2 separate regions of the Gasterosteus aculeatus genome follow, and region 2 is linked to region 1. Evidence: chromatin contacts called from public Hi-C data. All regions are on one chromosome and are shown on one strand. The core of a region is the stretch at or near the end of the contact, and the rest is flanking DNA. Distances in the headings are between cores, read along the strand shown.

Region 1 (5,448 bases), core at 2,007-4,506:
CCTGTTGTCTCTCAGCTGACCTCTGTCCCATCTTAAAAACAAACAGTTCAAATGTCCGCACCAACTGTCCTCCTCTACACCTGATTATTGCTGCTTAAGCTATAAAGAGGTTTCACACGGCAGCGCGACTCGTAGTTTCCAGTTACACGCAGGCCGGTTTTTAACTGCGCTGACCCCTTGATTTGAACACGCCTCGGCGAGCACAATCAAAGGGGTAACGCTAGAATATTCATCAGCCACATTGAGGGGTGTCGAGCTTTCTGCGCCCAACAAAAGAGCCTGTCTCAGAGTGTCCTCCGTGGCAAGCTGAGAGGCACGAATCTCCTCCGGCCCTCACGGCACCATGAACGCCTCATTAAGGACACAAAAGCCGTCGTCCTCCACTCCCGAGGTTCTCTCAGGCTGAGTGCAGGACGAGGGCGCCGGAGACGAATTTTATGTATTTTGTGAGTATCCACTCACAAACAATATTGTTTACATCGTGAGGTTTAAAAATGATGAGATCCAGCTACACCAATTAGCGACATAAACCAACTGGACTACATTATCTGTGGATGTAATATTTGATCATCATTCTCTATCAGACACTGTTTCTACGGTCCCATGTACCACCTTTTGCAGACCATGCTGCAGGCCTTGTAATTACTGCGCACACCAAGATGCTTCTAGGAGTAGAGAAGGTGAGGGGACGTACGTTCGTCTGCATGGCACAGAGATATCTGGCACATTCATGGTGTCCGTTGTACTCTGCCAGGTCTGCTGCGGTGAACCCATCAACATCAGGATCTGAAGGGTTCGCCTGGTTGGCCAACAGGATTTTACAGCACTGAAAGCGTAAGAAGAAACAGAAAAGTTGAATTTATATAGATAAGATCAGACTAAAACTATGAGAACAACTTGTGAAAACTAAAAAGAAGGAGACCCGACCAACCTCCAACTCTCCATTCTCTGCAGCATCATGAAGGGGGGTCCCTCCCCAGTAATCCTCCACGACCTTTAAACCCATGCGTAGCAGCCTCTCCAGAATGCAACGATGCCCTCTGCTGGCAGCAAAGTGCAGAGCCGTGGCTCCGTCCCTGTCCCGGCCGGACAGGCTGACATCGGTGCAGGTCACCTGTTGAGGTCCGGCGAGGAAGGTTACACAGTGAAACAAAGACATGTCTCGTGCGTTCGTGGCGCCCCTCGACTCACCAGCCACGCCACGACAGCTTGGTGGCCCATGTGAGCGGCGGCGTGCAGGCAGGTCATGCCGTCGTTGGCCTTCAGGTGGACGTCGGCGCCGCAGTTGTCCACGAGGTGCTGCGCAACGTGCAAGTGCCCCTCCTGGCAGGCCAGGTAGAGCGGGGTGGCGCCGGTGACCGTCTGGCGGTCCACACAGCTGTGTGCCGACATGGATCAACAAACGGGGGTTAAGCATCGGTGACAAAATGTCTCGCACACATCCAAGCTCCAGATGCAACACACCAGTTAGATATGTAGTGGAGAGAACACGCCGATGTGACGGACAACCACATTTGACGGGCCTACTGTTAAACGCTCTGATCCGTGGCTGCCTGCTGTGATTTGAACAGACTTTATTGATATTTGGGCAGTGACGGTTGAAACCAGGATAAGTCAACGCGGCAGAGCTGCTTTTACAGCGTACATACATACGGTCCTTCCACACCCGCGGGGCTGCCACGCGACCAGCGCTGTCCAGGCAAGTATCATTCAACGGGGACTGATGGTTACATGTGGTGGTTCTGGAGGGAGACACGGTCTGAGACACTGGGTTTACGAGATGGAGAAGAGACGAGATCAATATCGGGCGACATGTTTCACGTGGTCTCTTTTGTTTAGTTGTTGTTGTCCTTGTGATGTGACACCTGCTTTAATCTGAGTGTGCATGATTAGGTCCTCTAAGCCAGTGGTCCCCACCAGGTGTACCACAGGCAGCACTTCTGCCGTTACCACGGTGACGTGCAAAGATTGTGGCAAGGTGAAAAAAAGAGGAGGAAGAAGGATAACGATCAGGTGACCATAAGTGTGATGCTGATCTTTGGTGTATTCATGCATCAGGTAATGATTGGCTGACTGCACATTAGCTCCTCTCACCTGAGGCCTGTCACCGGTCTCCAGTCAGCGGGCAGAGGCCATGATCATATATTCTTATAGCGTTTATGTACATCAAACACCCATAAACAGACGTCTACTGGCGCCTAATCAGCTGTGAGCTCGGTCACATTCATCTCATAAACGCTGAGCTCATTCCTTCTGTTTTCTGATGGACCTTTGTAGGAAAGAAGGAGAGGCGTCTATGACCTCACCCAGGTGCCTGTTCAACGAGTAGCTTCAGGCAGGTGAGGCCTCCGTTGGCCGCGGCGTAGTGAGCCGGCACGGCCCCGGAGTCCGTCTCCGCCTCGGCCTCTCCTCCGACGGAGAGCAGCCACTCGATGACCTCCGCGCATCCGAAGCGGGCGGCGAGGTGCAGGGCGGCCGAACCCGCAGCATCCCTGTCCTGGAAACGTGAGGAAGGATGGGAGTGGGGTGAGGCTTGATGTGCGACTCACCCACTGCGATGGCTCAGTGTCAATATCAAGAGGTTTCAACGGCGATTGCGATTTTCGCCGCCATTGAAATTCAATGTTATGTCACGTGTGTTCTTCACGAGACTTGAGAAGCGACGAGATGTAAACATCAGCAGACCGGACTCCGTTCCAATAGCGAAGTTCAGCATCTGGACCCAATTACACTGGCTGGTAATACATCTGTAAAAAGGTTCTGTAGGCTACGGGACCTTTTTACAACTGCTCCCCCTCCTCTAAAGAATCACACGGTGGACAAACTCACATTAACGTTGCAGCCTCCAAAATCCACCAGCCATCGCAGCTCCCGGATGTGGCCCGTGGCCGCGGCGTCGTGCGCCGGCGTGGCCCCGTTGGAGGCCCGGCGGTCGGCCGCCAGCCCCAGCTCGCTCACCAGCACGCGCAGGCACTCCAGGCGTCCGCACCTCGCCGCGTGGTGCACCGGGCCCGCGCCTTGAGCGTCGGTGATCACAGGTGAGAGGTGACCGGAAGATGCCAGCTGCCGCAGGGCACCGAGGTCCCCCGCTCGCGCCGCCCCGATGGCCCGATGAAGCACCATGGCCGCGCGCTCCGCTCCCCGCAGCTCTCTGGGCCCCCCGCCGGGACAGCGCTCATCCCCCGCTCACATCCGATAGCAAGAAAACGTGCCAGGAAAGTGGAACCCGAGCAAGCAGCCAGATGGCCGGCCTGGCCTTTTTTTTGGGGGGGGGGGGGATAGAAAGGTAATGACGGACGGTTGGAGGCGCTCCTTTGTACGCCGGTGACCGTCAGCTGGCACCCGCTCCGACGCTCCACCGACCTCGGTAACGGGAGAAGCCAATGCACCGCGCTGTTATTTCTTCCAACATTTTAAAAAAATCATCTCAGCGGGGCCGATCAAACGATTATAGGCCACATGTTATATTTCACAGCTCTTTGAATTCATGACAAAATATCAAAAGGTTGTGTTAATATGTTTTATTTCTATAACACGTTGATGTAACCCTGACTCCAATTAGCTGATTGGCTCCTGATGGAAGCAGCAGCTCTTCCCTTTTATTCATTATATATCATATTTGTTGCATGATCAGAGAACGTAACAAAAACACTAAACACGGTGCATCTCAATTCTATACACCTGACCTGTATCTGACCTACGGGACGACTGTCAATGCACATCAAGGCCTTTCAGTTAATTTCTTCCAGCAGCTGCACAGTTTCCTTCAGGTCCTCCACAACTGCATCCACGTCCGCTTTGGTCGTCGCCCTGCCAACGCTCAGGCGCAAGGCGTTAGCTGCCACCTCCGGGGGGACGCCACAGCTCAGAAGGACGTGGGACGGCCTGATGGATGGACACAGTGCAGCGGCGGCGGAGGGGGGGGGGATTAGGTGGATTGGCATCAACGTGGCATCCGGACCAAAAGCGTAACGGGTGAAAGAGGGGCTCTTTTACCTGTTTTCACTGTCTGAGTGGCAGGCGGCGCCAACGCTGGCCAACAGCCTCCTACAGTTGGACAATACCCTCCATCCTAAATTGAGCGCGAGAGAGAGAGAGAGAGATAGAGCAAGAAGGAGAGGGAGAGATTAATCATTCAAAGCCTTTGCGGCTTACACGGAGCCCTGTGCAGGTCATGAACTGACTCTCGCAAACATTGGTGTAGGGTTAAACGACACGCCAAAGCACACGTAGCCCGGGGAAGGAAGAAGTGATGACATCACCTTGTAATGTCGGGCCCAGGATGGACACGTTACATGTGTTAGGCAGGATGTCCGCGCCAGGGAAATGGCTGTTGAAGCGGATCTTGCCGTTGAAGACGGCCTAAAAAAGGAAAGCACATTACGGAAAACACACAAACGCACGCCCTCCTTTGCGCAGATGACAACCTCAATAACTGCAGAAACTGCTGTCATGACTATTGACATACACCAGCGAATGTGAATCAACGGAATCAAACTTACCTTCAGTCTTTCTTCCAGGTAAAGTTTGGTAGTTCGCATGTGACTCTCATAATCTGACAGATTAGAGGTCACCAGCTCTGCAGCCTAATAGACACACAATAAATCATCATAGAAAGATAAAAAAACTTCCCATACAGTCAAATAGTATTCAGAGAAATATTCCAGTAACACGTTTAGGGAATAGGGAACATACCTTTCCCAGACCAGCAATCATTGGCGTGTTTTCTGTGCTGTAATATTCAAAAAAGGGTCGATTGACCGTTACATTTAGATCTTTGCAGCTGTTTCATGCATACTTGGGACTCAATGGAGACGTCCTCAAAGAGGACAATGTGTACCCTGGTCTGAAGTTCCTCTCCTGTCCTCCTCCGAACAGCATGGGATACAGCGGCGTTCTTCTTCCCGGGCCGTTCACAAACAACGCGCCGATCCGAGGGGCGTAGAACTGGGAATGGTGGCGCCGCGGAACTTTTAATAACCTTTTTTTTTCCATGTTCGTGACGCCAAATTGAATTTTCTTTTTTTTATCCAACTGGTTCCTGACCTTGTGTCCCACTATGGTGAGGTAGTCCACTCCTAGTTCACAGGCGTCCACTCGGATTTTGCCCAGAGCCTGAGCGGCGTCGGTGTGGAGGAGGATCCGGAGCCGCTCGGGCCGCTTGTTGAGAGACTTTACTCTCTGGCAGATCTCCTGCACCGGCTGACGAGACGAAGGAGATTCCCATCAGAGACTGTCTTTAAGATACGATTCCATTTAAAATCATCTTCAAAATATGATAAACGCTAGGACTTATCAGCTAATGCAAATGTCTGCTAATATCGACGGAGCGTTCTGTCTTTTCCAATGACTGAAGTAGAAATTCTTTATTATCGGTACTATACGGACGAGTAGAAGAACCCTCTATCTCCTTCTCACCATGATGACTCCGGTCTCATTGTTGGCCAG
Region 2 (5,448 bases), core at 1,816-4,315, 57 kb before region 1:
CTGAAACACAACAGCTGCCGTCAACATCCACGGTGCAGAGTGAGAATCGAGTTTCAGGACTACTACTCACACATTACCTACAGCTGTTACGCCCGCCCCCCCCCCACACACACACGCATCCTTTCTCCTTTTTAGTTCCTGTAGTTCCTGTTTTTTTACTGTTAGCATCCTCATTGATATTTCAATCGCAGCGCTCAACCCCAACAATTAATTAATTACACGTACTAAGAAGTAGTCGCTGCACCACAGCAGCTGGGAGCGATTACTAAGTAAAAAACACCTACCAGGCTTCGTTCTTAATCCCTCTTGAATCTCAAGTGCGAGGCTGATTTTGTTTGTTGTTTCCTCGATTTTCTCTAATCTCGTCGCTGGTTCAGGTCCTGCAAGGGAAAACAATCCTGTCATGGATCCACATGAAAACCCATAATTACTGTACATGACAGCAATACTTATATTTGAAAAGAGAGAATGTACTAATGTTACTCTGCAGCCTGTATCCAGCACGTCAAATATTTCAGCGATGACGTACTGAAGGTTAATCACATGGTTGAGTCATGTGATTCACTCTTACTTACTAGTGCGATGTCGAACGGCTTTTCGAGGCGTGTGAGTGAACTTGGCCGTTATCTTTCCCCGTCTGTCGATGAGTTCTGTGTACCTGCAGCGTTGACAACAGGTGAGTCGTTCTTTGCAACTTCTAATTCAGCATGATGATAAACAGATTCTTCCCCATCGTACATGTTTTTATGACCGTCGACGCTCCCCGTGTACCTGGGTAACTCATCCGAGTTCTCCGTTTCGGTCGTGCCTCCGCGGTGCTGAGGCTGAGACGGGGGAAGTGTGCGGACCACCTGAGGTCCTGGTCCCGTCCCGCTTGGCCTCTCTCTTCTCCCGGATCTGGCCCCCATTGGCACTATGTTAAAGGACACGGGTTCAGAGCATGTTTGAAAGTCAGTTATTCGACATTAGGAGGTTTATGAGCCTTTATGAGACTTGAGACATGAGGGTCTTTCTTCCTGGACTTCTTCTTTCTTCAGTTCCTTTTAGAAACGGAAGGTGTGTCGTGTATTTTATCCTGTACAGTTTATTCGTTTACTTTTAATTTTATTTGTATTGCTTTCATTTAATGTTTAGTCTTTTCCTTTTGCATTTTAATCACACTCAAATGTTTTAAGTTGTAAATGATGATGATTGTATGAAGTGATAAACTGCTAGCCGAACCTTCCCAACCCTCTGTGAAAAAGTAGTAACTGGCAGACCTGTTGGATCAACGAATCACTTATATAGGACCCGTCTGACTAAGCGACATGAAGCAACACATCATGCATGAACCGTATCGGGGGTTGTGGGATGGTCCCATTAGAGTCCGTGTTTGAACAAACAAAACTGTGAAAAGAATATGACTAATAAACAGCAACCCGCTCAGTGTCTCCTCTACACAACTAGAAATCATTTCTACACCTTCTATGGTAAGAAGGCCGTGCAGGCACCAGCACCATGGTCTCACTCACAGGTAGCGAAGGCTAAGTGTTGCGGGAAGCTGTGGATCTGTTCCTGCCCGGTGCTCCTCACCGCCGTCAGGGCCACGTAGTAGTTCTGCCCCGGCGTCAGCTCGCGCAGGGTATACGATCCTAATCTCCCGTTGGGAAGGAAGCGGCTCCTGGTGTTCAACCCTCGGGTCACGTTGACCACGAAGCCGTCGGGGACGTTTCTCGGGTGGCGGCTCCAGCTGATGAGTGCCGAGTTAGTGGTCACGTGGGACAGGGAGAGGTTCTGTGGGGGGAGAGGTCCTGAGGGACAAACACATTGTTTCGAGAATGATGACCAGTGAATACAACACATTTAAGTTTAAGGTGCTTGGATCTTAACAGAGGATTGGGTTAAATAACATATGTGAATAAAGCCTTAATTGTGACATCATTGTGTTGATTAAAACCATGACTAACGTCTACAGCATTTCCACATGAATGAAATCATCGTATTTTGGAAATACACCAAACACACTGGGATCTAATCAGAGGTTGTTATCGCTGTAATGACTTCTGCATGATGACATGTGACCTACTTGTCCAGAATTGCAGCGGTCCGGCGGAGTGGCTGGTGGAAGGAAACTCGTCTGGTCTGATTCCACTTTGGGTCATCACATCCACTGTGTACATCTGACCAGGCACTAATGAACTGGGGGACAGAAAGAAAATGGCACTCCGGCGGACAAAGGATACCTGACCTCCTCATCCTCACGGTGCTGCTGAGAGCCTCAGTCATTGACTAAAACGCGCCCTCTACCGGCCGAAAGCCCCTTCACCCGATTACAGCTCAGCATCAGCACCGTTTAGTGGTAACTTCTAATGGCGCAGGGCCTCACCTGAAGGTGTGCTCCGTGGCGCTCGCGTTGAGCACGGCGGTGCGAGCCTCGCCGCCGTCCGCGGGCGTCAGTGACACGTGCACCCTGCTGACGGCTGCGTGGTGCGCCGCCTGCACCAGCCAGCTCAGCCACACCTGGGAGGAGGACACGTTGACGGCCTGCAGCTGCTCCGCCGGTGGAGGTCCTAGCAAAGGAAACACAGCCGTGAAAGCGCACACACACACACACACACATTCTAATAAGGCCTTAAAAAGCGTGCTCACTGGTGCGTATAAGCGCGGTGGCGGGCTGACTGTTGTCGTTGCTGTCGGTGTTGCGTTTGATGGAGAAGGTGGAGATGTTGTACAGCATGCCGGGCACCAGGCCGCGCATGACGTGGGAAGACTGCCGCCTCTCCAGCAGGTCACTTTTGGGGTCGCTCCGGCCGAGGGGGGCGTACGTGACGAGGAAGCCGCTGACCGGGCTGTGCGAGGCCTCCGGTTCGTCCCAGCGCAGCTCCACCTCGTTCTCCTCCACGCGCAGCACGTGGAGGCCGGAGGGAGGCAACAGGTCTGGGAACAGTGGCAACTTCACGCGTCAAATTCATATGTTATGTAGTCACAGAGCGGCCTTTGCGAAGCGGGCGGTGAGCTACGGAGAGCACGGGAGTAGCACTCGGGTGGGACTCTCACAGACCTTTCTCGCAGTCTTTCCCCGTGTGTCCGACACGGCAGAAGCAGTTGTAGTTCCCTCTCTTGTCGCTCCGGCAGAGGCCGCGGTTGCCACAAGGTTGCAGAACGCACGGGTTCTCCACTTGGGGGCGACAGACACAAGCGGTTAGTGTCTGTGGGTGTCTGCGGGTTCACGTCTTTGGCCGACTGGGTGCAGGTTGTGTGAATTCGCTTTTGACGAAGCCACTTACACATCTGGCACTGGTCCCCAAAGAAGCCGCCTTTGCATGAGCACAAATAATTCCGTCTGTAACCCCGACACACGCCTCCGTTTAGACAAGGGCCGGACTCACAGCCATCCTGCTCTGCACACAGTTCAGTAATGTACAGTAGAATGTGATAGCGCTCCTGTATAGTAAAAATAAGGTATGAGCTTCAAAGGTAAAGCAACAGATTGAATTCACATTGTACCCATTTCACAGTTCTGGCCTTTGAAGCCTTGAGAACAATGACACAGGTAGGAGCCAGGCCGGTCCTCACATGTCCCCCCGTGCTCGCAGGGTTCCGACAGGCATGTCTTTATGTCCGCTAAGGGGGGGAAGACACACACATAGGAAGCTATAAGTGTGTGCACATGCACTGGACTTTTAAAAAGCAGACGACTAAGTTGAGGCTTTACCTGTCTGACAGCGGCTTCCACTGAAGCCATCTGCACACTCACACTGGTGGGATCCCACCTGGTTCCGACACGTACCGCCATTAAGACAAGGCTGTGATAGGCATTCATTGACCTCTGCAGTGACATGAATGAAGACATTAGGACACAAGAGTATGCACTTTTGTAGACCCTAGAATGATTGATTAGGACTTTCCGGGGTCATTAAAGGACTGTTTTTCGTCCGGTGTGTGTGTGTGTGTGTGTGTGTGTGTTACGGACCCTCACAGACGGGGGGCTGGCTCCAGTCCCCCTGAATGCCACAGATGCTCTGGGTGGCTCTGGGCACGGATCTGAAGCCTGAGTGGCATATGTAGACAGCCATGGAGCCGGTTGTTGTTGAGGAGAACTGCACCTCTGCGTTCTTCACTTGTGGCGGCGGGCCGCAGCCAAGCTCTGAGAGGAATACAAACACGTTGTTAACGTCGGCTCGGCCGCATTGTGACGCAAGCTCACGAACGCCGGAGCTCATCCAGGAACAGACTAACAGCTACCAAGGTGTTTTCCATGCAGCCTCTCTGTTTTTAGCCTCCTAAAATTATCTCCAGCGTGCTGTTGGAGCGCCCAGACATGAATCATCGGGTTGGACTTTATATAGGTTCTGTAGCTGCTCTATATCTGTAAATGTGAGGCCTCCGGTGCAGCAACATGCTAAAATTATCTGCACATGGAAAGCTAGTATCTCTCCACTTAAGAGCTCAGGATATCCGCTGTGTTGGAGCCATATTTTCTGTTTTGGTTAAATCATATTATTTCATTTGTTAGTAGGAATTATGTGGATTCCCTTCATATGAATGTTTGTTAAGTTCGCATGGCTGAAATAATAACTTTATTCATGAATAATTAGATTGACCTGATGAGGATCAGCGGTGATAAGAGGAGGGGGCGGGACTTCCTTTGTATTGTACGTTATCCACTCTTACTTAACTTAACTTAACTTATTTAAAGCTAGATTACATTGTTTGGATGAAACGAAACAAATCATTTGAACAAAGGCGATAAAGAGAAGATGAGTCTGGAGAGTATCGATTTGGAGTCAGGAAGGCAGAACATCACACCCTGCTTGTGCCAATCTATTGAAGTCAGTGTTACACAAAGCCGAGATCTGGACGCCGCTGCGTGGTGACCCGCGGTGTGCTCACCTGCAACGGCCTGTAGGGACGTCCTGCTTATTTCACAGTGCCTGCCGCTGAAGGCCTCTGTGCATTCACACTTGTACTTCCCTATGTAGTGGAAACATGTTCCCCCATTCCGACACGGGCTGGAGGCACAGGGGTCTGGCTTCCCTGCAAGGAAACATACACACTACGTCATTGCGATCAGGACAAAAATAAACAATGAGTAACTTTTTTGATAACGAGGGGAAAGACTGCATATCCTCAGGGATTGCAGACCTCTGATAAAGCCAAATTCCATTTCTCGCAATGTTAACAAAAGTGAAAAAACATTGGAAGCGGATCAGCTGAATGGGTTCTTCCTCGCACCATGCCAGTAGTTTTTCTGTATCTAAGCTGGCTTGCAAACAAATAAGCCAAATAGCCTCTTTGGTGTCAAAGGGATATAGGTATGAATACAGAAAACTACAATTTAACTAACAAAGTTCTCTGGTCTGAGATCTATTAGACCGGTAAGAGGACGGTATCCCACTAGGAGCCATTCAGAACAGCCACCTCTCAAAGGAAAGGCAGTGGAAGATCAGATGGTTGTTGATAATAAAA

Evidence for each region. A called contact is a pair of places that touch in the nucleus more often than the background predicts.
Region 2: a Hi-C map of tail fin shows a contact between it and region 1, with 2.8 times the contacts expected there. The contact joins the enhancer-like site here to the promoter of espnla in region 1. A contact is called at or near these places in 2 of 6 Hi-C or Micro-C datasets (skeletal muscle and tail fin).

Annotation. Positions count from the first base shown.
Region 1 is chr8:4,315,004-4,320,451 of fGasAcu3.hap1.1, reverse strand. It overlaps espnla (espin like a), which reads right to left and starts at 3,256. Exons shown (of 11, transcript XM_040185182.2): 1 at 2,830-3,256; 2 at 2,307-2,497; 3 at 1,192-1,378; 4 at 932-1,114; 5 at 695-826. The coding sequence starts at 3,123. scly (selenocysteine lyase) reads right to left here. Exons shown (of 13, transcript XM_040185180.2): 6 at 5,419-5,448; 7 at 5,047-5,202; 8 at 4,841-4,947; 9 at 4,696-4,732; 10 at 4,503-4,586; 11 at 4,263-4,362; 12 at 3,997-4,072; 13 at 3,507-3,885. The coding sequence ends at 3,732.
Region 2 is chr8:4,372,193-4,377,640 of fGasAcu3.hap1.1, reverse strand. sned1 (sushi, nidogen and EGF-like domains 1) reads right to left here. Exons shown (of 32, transcript XM_078107609.1): 15 at 4,873-5,016; 16 at 3,953-4,126; 17 at 3,695-3,808; 18 at 3,487-3,603; 19 at 3,267-3,380; 20 at 3,041-3,157; 21 at 2,629-2,916; 22 at 2,366-2,549; 23 at 2,066-2,178; 24 at 1,512-1,790; 25 at 772-913; 26 at 576-658; 27 at 285-380. Among protein-coding and RNA genes, the nearest start is that of ryk, 7.0 kb to the left of the region's middle. Within about 2 kb of position 3,065, at least 1 of the 9 cell types and tissues checked has open chromatin away from gene starts, as enhancers often do.